Linked DNA regions of Danio rerio: region 2 is linked to region 1. A link is a contact called in public Micro-C data. All regions are on one chromosome and are shown on one strand. The core of a region is the stretch at or near the end of the contact, and the rest is flanking DNA. Distances in the headings are between cores, read along the strand shown. Region 1 holds the start of clic1 (chloride intracellular channel 1). Region 2 holds the start of LOC141379056.

What was found. A called contact is a pair of places that touch in the nucleus more often than the background predicts.
Region 2: a Micro-C map of caudal fin shows a contact between it and region 1, with 9 times the contacts expected there. The contact joins the promoter of LOC141379056 here to the promoter of clic1 in region 1. A contact is called at or near these places in 2 of 18 Hi-C or Micro-C datasets (caudal fin and hematopoietic stem cells) and 3 of 4 datasets of contacts at active chromatin or transcription factors (caudal fin, embryo and gastrula embryo).

What each region holds. Positions count from the first base shown.
Region 1 is chr19:21,008,211-21,012,315 of GRCz12tu, forward strand. clic1 (chloride intracellular channel 1) reads left to right here and starts at 1,826. Exons shown (of 6, transcript NM_212682.1): 1 at 1,826-2,149; 2 at 3,374-3,483; 3 at 3,595-3,720. The coding sequence starts at 2,111. All of the region lies in intron 2 of LOC141379059 (a long non-coding RNA gene), which reads right to left.
Region 2 is chr19:21,151,771-21,155,875 of GRCz12tu, forward strand. It overlaps LOC141379056, which reads right to left and starts at 1,919. Exons shown (of 2, transcript XM_073931631.1): 1 at 1,786-1,919. It overlaps slc39a7 (solute carrier family 39 member 7), which reads left to right and starts at 1,990. Exons shown (of 8, transcript NM_130931.3): 1 at 1,990-2,173; 2 at 3,233-3,618. The coding sequence starts at 3,238.

The sequences.
Region 1 (4,105 bases), core at 576-3,075:
ATTTGTCCTTTTTTTAACCATTTTTAGCCTACACGTGGATATCCAATTGTAAAGTTAATTGAAGCTGAAATCTTTTTTTTAACAACTGAAAAAAAACCTTATAAATACACATTTTTTATTTTTTTTGTTTTATTGTTTTTTTTCCATTTTGAGTTAAAAACAAGTTAACAGATGAGTTTTGTATTTGGTGTCTATTGAATAATATATATATATGTTACATTTTTTTATTATTCATTTTCCAAACTAAATAGGAAAATTGAATGATCGAATGATAAACAGATTAATCTGCTAGGCATTTAATCTGTTTGAAATGATAATTTTAACTGCAATACTTGCTCAGAACTTTCACCGAGTTAATTCCAGAGCATGCTTGCAAAATTATTGGACATGGATGCGTGCATCGACACATGCCGACTCTCATTCTGCTCTGACACATTAAACCAAAGGTGCCCAAAATAAGTAATGGAGGGCCAATGTCCTGCAGAGTTTAGCTCAAACTTGCCTAAACACAAATGTTTCTATGTTTATAATGGTTTTTAACTCAAGGCCTCGGGCCCTGCAGGAAACCAGTCTTCCAGGACAATTTTTGGGCACCCCAAAAAAAGTTTGGGACAATCAGGATTTTGAAAAGAAATTGAAGAGAGATTTTCTCACATAAGCACTGCAGTTGTACAGGGTAAGCCACTTGAGCAGCTTTCCCATACCTAAAGCTAGAAGACCTGTCTGCGTGATTACATCAGTACACTTAGAGAACTGAGGCTGGTTTAATAACTATATTTATAGCTTTCATCTTCAAGCCAGAGATTGTGAAGCAACAATGTCCAAGCATTTTTCCCCTCCTGCTTTAAAATGAGCGGTGATAATGCTGCCAAGCAGATCACACAACAGGCATATGCACCAGCAGAGTTTCAGTTTTTATGCACTTTTTAGTAGGTAACAATTTGAAAAGAGAAAGTTTGAAAGCAAAATACTCACATTTTCAATCAGTTGCTAGCACTTTATTTGAAATCTAATCACTTTTCAAAACTTTAGATTAAAATATATCAAAATTAAAGCATTTTTGAGGATTTCCAGATCCGGTTCCCACACTGAAGATTTGTGATTCTCTAAGAAAAACTATTTTACTATATATAAAATGGCTTATTTCGGTGAGAAGTTTGCATTGTTGTACCTATAAAATAATAATCTCGAAATATTGTGATGTTAACTTGAGTCTGCGACCATAGGCGTCTATTAAAATACATTTTAAAAAAACATAGTTTAATTTTAACTTATACTATATGTTGATTAAAAAACACATATTTTTATCTATTTTCATAAATAAGTTACAAAATTTAGTTGTCTTAAATTTCAGATGTTCAATATTCAAGTTAAGAAAATGAAATTAAGAAATTAAAATTCAAAAATAATTTTAAAAGCATGTAGCCTAATATTCAGTTTTTATAAATTTCAATTGTTAATATTTAAAATGAACACAATTCTTTATTTTATTTATTTTATTAGATTTTATTAGGTTGGTAGTAATAGGGTTTTCATATACAATAATTACAATGTCAGTGTTCCAGTTTTACCACTAGGTGTCAGAATGCATGTTGTAAAATCCATACTTTCCCTTTAAATAAGAACCACTTGAAAAGGAATATTTTAATTAAAACTAAAAACGTTAAAATGTACAAACTGCAAACAATAACGTTTTATTTGTTTAGCCCTTTCAGTAGTTATGGTTACTAAAAGTTAGTGGAAGTTCAGGCTCGTCGAAATCAGGAAATGAGAGAGAGCGAGAGAGAGGAAGTAGGTTAATCTTGCTCTAGGCGTTATCGATGAATTTCGATACTGAATAAGTAATTTAAATTATTTATACAACATACATTACACTAGAATTGGACACTTTCTGGCGTTCATAGATACTTTGCTCTACATTTAACAACCACTGTCAGATTCGGAGTTCAAGGGAGTGAAGTTTCAAATTGACCACGACATAGAGGAAGTGAGCTCGGTGATAAAGCGGCAGGAGTACAATATATAAGTTTGAGTTAGAATCTCAGTATCGTAAAGCGATATAAATATTCGTATTTTGTTTGAAGTTTGGTTTAACAGTTTGAACTCCAGCATGAGTGAGGAGAGACCTGAGGTTGAGCTCTTCGTGAAGGTGAGTTTACCCGCAAGCCATTATTGATACATTTATAAGGACTAGAGTTTCAACTGACAGGCAGACAACGCATGGATCTTTACATTATGAAATAACAAAAAATAAATAAATAAATAAAAATCCAAAAGGAATAGATATTATTCTTATTTCTATTTTAGAAAACAAGTAGTATTCTGCATCACAATAAAATTTGCAGTGTTATTATTATTATCTATTGTTCTTAGTGTTGCTGTGATTCTAGGTTGTAATTAGCATTACTGTGCGTTATATGCACTACACAGACATGCCACATGCTACCAGTACAGCATCAATACTTCCTGTAATGTACTGGAGTGATATAGCACAATCCTTTTGAATTCTTTTTTCAGTGAGTGTTTTTTTAACCCATCTGTATGTATGTAGTTCAGAGATGCTTAATTTAGTTTTTCCTGTTTCACTGGAAGCAAGTTGAGATTTAAATACTAATATATTATAGCCTAAATATATAATAGTACAACATAGAAAAACTTTACACAGACGTGCATCTGTTGGCGTTTTTTGCTAATTTATCTTGTAGAGCATTTATGAGATCAGACACTGCTGTTGGCTTGGCTCAAAATTTCTGCTCCTGTTCAAAACATATATTATGGGGTTTAAGTCAGGGCTCTGTGTGGGCCAGGTACATTTTTATACACCATTACTAATCCTGTCATTTCTTCGTGAACTTTTATTTGCGCTGAGGCAGTCAGGCTTACCCAAACAAAAACGTGATGCATGCATGCTGTTTTTTGTTTGAGTGCATGAAATAAACTCCCTTGTATTGTCATTTTGCATAGTCACTCTTTTGTTTTGCTGGTATACAAAATTGACTATCAATGTTCTTTAAGAATAAATTACTTCCTGTCACAAAGGACACTTGACCTAATCATCTTGCATTTGGGTACAATATGATTCCTTGTATGTACAGATGTTAAAAAAGTTTCTTTTTGTGATTAAGTGCAAGGATAACAAGGGGCTACACCATGGGTGCTCATCCATACTCCTGGATATACCATCTTGCAGAGTTTAGCTCCAAACATAACTAAACCAACTAAGAAGTATCTAAAGGATCACTTGGTAATTAAAGACAGGTGTTTTTGATCAATGTTACAGATAAACTCTGCAGGAAGGTTGATCTTCAGGAATAGAGCTGAACCCCCCTGGTCTATACACAGTCATTCTCTGAATTTGTGTATTTGTTTATAGGCAGGAAGTGATGGTCAGAGTATTGGAAACTGCCCGTTTTCTCAGCGGCTTTTCATGGTCTTGTGGCTAAAAGGCGTAACTTTTAATGTGACCACAGTTGACATGAAGAGGTTGGTTTTTCTGTTGCATTGTGTATCTTGAGCAGTGCACCTTTTTAATTGAAATGATTAACATAGAAATTTCCACCCTGCCAACTTCCTCTTTCTCTGTTTTGTGAGCAGGAAACCAGAAATTCTAAAAGATCTGGCCCCTGGTGCTCAGCCTCCTTTCTTGCTATATGGTACAGAGGTGAAGACAGACACCAACAAAATAGAAGAGTTCTTGGAAGAAACACTCTGTCCTCCTAAGTAACTTACTTCATTATTGCATGCTTCATTTCCTTTCATTGTGTTGCTAGATATCATCACTGTGCTTGTATTTGTATACTTATTATAACTGTATGGATACAAATCCTGATGTTGAACTTGTAATCATACTGTAACATGTATTTAAGTGTTTTTTCTTAAATGTGGGTAAAGTAATTATGAAATCAGAATACAAATACAAATTACAGTATGTAATTTTCAATCTTTAATTTTATAAATCAGGGATGTCAAACACAGATCACGAAGGGCCACAGCTCTACACAGTTTAGTTCCATTCCTGTTTCAACACACTTGCCTGTAGGTTTCAAACAAGCCTGAAGGACTCAATAAGTATGATCAATTGTGTTTGATTAGATTTGGAACTAAA
Region 2 (4,105 bases), core at 669-3,168, 140 kb after region 1:
AAAAAGACAGGAAATATAAACTTAAACAGAGCACGTCATTTATGACAAGACACGACTAGTGTCTGGAATCTGCCACTAAAACAAAAATAAACAAGATCGAAGTGACAGAGTCCCCTAACGGGATGGATCAGTGATGATTTGGGCTGCAATATCATGGCATTGCCCTGGGCCCAATACTACAATGCTAGATGGGCACATCACTACCAAGGACAACTGAACCATTCTGGAGGACCATGTGCACTCAATGATTAAGCATGGTATGCTAAAGGCAGCGCAATGTATCAGGATGGTAATGCACCAATACACACAGCAAGACTGGTTAATACCTATCAGGATGCAGACTTGGATTTGCATACTGAGACTACATATTTCAGAAATGCAATATTAAACACAATGCACTTAATGGAGCTAGTGGAGTCACTGTGAGGGGTGGGGTTAAGTATGAGCATTAATAACACTGTATGCAGCTCACCTTGTAAGTGCACCAAGTCTGCATCCAGACCCCTCTCAGACTGGTGACAGAGTGGTTTGATGAACATGAAAGTGAAGTTTAAGAGCTTCCATGTCCCTCCCAGTCACCGGCTTTAAATATCATTGAGCCACTTTGGGGCGTTTTAATTATTATTTTTTTAATCAGTTAACATTTTAATCTGTCAAATGACATGCTACAGCATGCCTCTACCAGTGGGGCATGTTGTCACATTTCACTTCCATTCTTTTAGCGTAAATAAGGAAATAATTAGGGTAAAAGGTATTCTGTAAATATGAAACAAAACTAGACAAGAGTAAAATGAATTAGGACGAGAAAGATTTAATTCTGATCCCATATGTATATAAACTGAGCAAGTCAAAAGGTTTTCAGCTTTGTTCTGCTCTTTCTTACTTGCTTCCCAGATCCTACATTTTTGCATTAATAAATATAGACACAAATGAGACTAGGTTTTCAGAAAAGAGTAGTCAGAATATGTGGACTTCTGTTTACTGTCATGCAGTTATCTCTTATTGCGAATTATAAAAATGTATTTCAAAAACCACTATTATTATAAATTCTTTCTTTGTTTAAATGTTTATCACATAATTTAATATTTTTAAAAGATATGATAGTAGAAGACATAAAAACATAGAGAGCAGAGAAGGGAATAGAACAGGACTAAAAGGGGTCCTTCAGTTTCCCAGTACTGGGTTGCGGCTTAAAGGGCATCCGCTGCGTTAAACATTAGCTAGAATAGTTGGTGGTTCATTCCGCTGTGGCAACCCCTGATAAATAAGGGACTTAGTTAAAGGAAAATAAATGAATGAACGGTTATACATCTTATGTCAAATGCAATGTCTTGTGCTGAATGTGACTTCACACAATTGAGGCCAATGTGACATAAAGTGGCACAATTATGAGAAAGCTAAGAGACCATTTAAATTAAACTAAACAAAAAGGCAATTACAAAAAAGTTCCAGTTGTGGGGTATAGAGTCATAATGACAAGATTTAAGGTCATTGTTTCATGACTTTTTTTAATTACAACTCATGTTTTAATAACTCTCAGATAAAATACAGAACGAAAGCAAGTACAATCAAGACAGTAATTACATGACAGTAAGTAATGAATAAGTAATTGTGAAAAATTTTTCATTGAAAATTTCTCTAAATGTTAAGCTAGTGTCGTGCAAGTCCCCTTGCGCCCTCTGCAGGAATACTATGATTAAAGAGGAAAAGTGCATGCAAACATTTGTCTCTGGTGGATGAATTGCTGTTAGTATCAGCATATTCAGATTATTACATTAGACTTACCCGTCTACTCATGCAGCCTACAACAATGAGTGATACGTGTAAAACAATACGGATAATAAATAGTTTTTTTTTAAATGGTTCAGATTATGTGTGAGGTACACTTTTCGCATCCGGCTTGACGTGACTGGAATCTCGCGTTATTTCGTTGTTTTGTATCTTTTCGAACACACCTCCAAAGTATCGCGGGAATCAAATGTGTTGACTGAATGCCACGTCGGTTTGAGTGTGAGCAGCATCTTAACTGCTTTCACTCTTTACCAGAATAAGCTAATTTATATTAGTTTTCGCAGCTTATACCGTTGCTAGACGTGGATGCGGTTAGCAGATTGCTAACTTATTCAGTGCACGGTACTGGCGCGTGCTTTGGTTTTTTCGGCATCACTAGCAGGTATTTGCACGATGAGCATTGAGCTTTGTGAGACTGATCGTTTGTTTACTGTAACCTTACTGTCGCTGGTCTGTTCACTTCAGGTAGTTCTAACAGTTATTTGTTAAGGCTGCAGATTACTGTTAATTCTTTGCGAGAGCACAGATTCACCGTGATGAGGTCTGGATCACAGTTCATCTTTAACGTTTGAATGAAGTCGATGCATCATCAACAGATGCTTTTGTTATCTTTAACATTATCTTTGACTTGATTACTGTATATCTAGTGGTTTAAGATAGGCTCTGCAAATTTAATAAAATTCGTCGATACTCCAAATATACGTTGTTTTGGAAAAGCTGAGAATATCAGAATATAAGTTAAATCAATTTGACATCCTTAATACGTCATGACTATCTTCGTTGTGATCTGCTATTTTAAAACATTTATCTAAATGGGAACCGCTTTTAAACGCTTAACCGAAAGTATAGGCTTCTTGCATTAATTAAAATCCCTTCCCTTGTGGGATCCCTTCCTACTGTTAGCATTCTGTTACAAAGCGGAGCTAACTGTAGGAAGTGACTCGTGTGATTTCAGGATACTGTCTGCAATTTTACTAGCTCAATGTACGAGTTGTGGTGTAGAGTTTTCTGCAGTATGTCAGCTGCGGTATTTTTATCTTACACTAGCGTTCATGCAGTTTACATTTAACTTGTATTTTTTATCATAGTTATTCAATTGAAGTTAGTTTTGTGTGTATGATGCTTTTGACCATATACATCACATTTACCTCTAGATCGTTTCAAAAATTATCCAAAACTGCTCTAACATGGAGACATGTAGAACTAGTCAAGGCTAAGAAATGCTTAATCATACTTCAACATTAAAAGCAATGATTTCCAGTTCTGGCTCGTTAAAATAGTTTACTTGCATTCTTTCATACCTGTCAGTTGTAACCTAAAGACTGTCAAGTAACTACCCAGAACAAATAACTACTTGCAATAAAAAGTGAATTAATTGTAATGCAACTGAATATTCGGTGTGGCTTGTGTGAGTTCAAAAACATTGTTTTTTTCTGTTTAGGAACAATGAGGGTCTTTAGCAAATCGCTATTGCTGATTGCTGTTGGCATTTTAATGTCCCAGCAGACACTGGCTCACTCCCACCATCATCATGGACATGGTGATGGTGGATGCCATGGTCACTCACATGGTGGAGCGAAGATGCATCACGGGGCAAGCAAATGGAGTGCTGAAGCTAATCTGCCTCATGCTGAAGAGGAGCATCACGTACACGATCACGGGCACACACATAATCATGCACACGATCACGGGCATGCACACAGTCATGGAGACATTCATGATCATGGACATGCACACAAGCATGGACACGCACACGATCATGGAGCTGAGAAATCGAAGAAAGTTGTGGAAGCAGGCAAACGGAACATGGTGGAGCTCTGGATGCAGGTGAAACATGCTGATGAATAAGTGCAGATTAATAGATTCCCACTTGGGTTATTGTGAAACATTTGATACTGTATGTCAATAGTGAAGTGTTTTTTTATATTTAGTACCTATTCAAAATTAATTCAAAGTTTATGAATCATTTTCTTTACACCAATATTACTTTTAATAGGGTATATGGACAGGTTGTATTTGTATACGCACATATTGCAAAAAATATATCTTATTCCGGCCAAAACATTATAATAACAATTTATATTAATTGTAGAGTAATAAGGTACTTCTGACCTACCATCATTTTATAAATAATTCATAGTTTATTAATTGTGTTTTACATTAATGTATACTGTTAAAAGTACTTTTTATTAGCTCATATGCAAAGACTCTTCTTTTATGAAATATCTTTTTATTTTGTTTGTGTATTATAATTATAAGTCTAATCAATCTTAACACATTTTTAATACACATATAGTTCCACATAAACATGGAA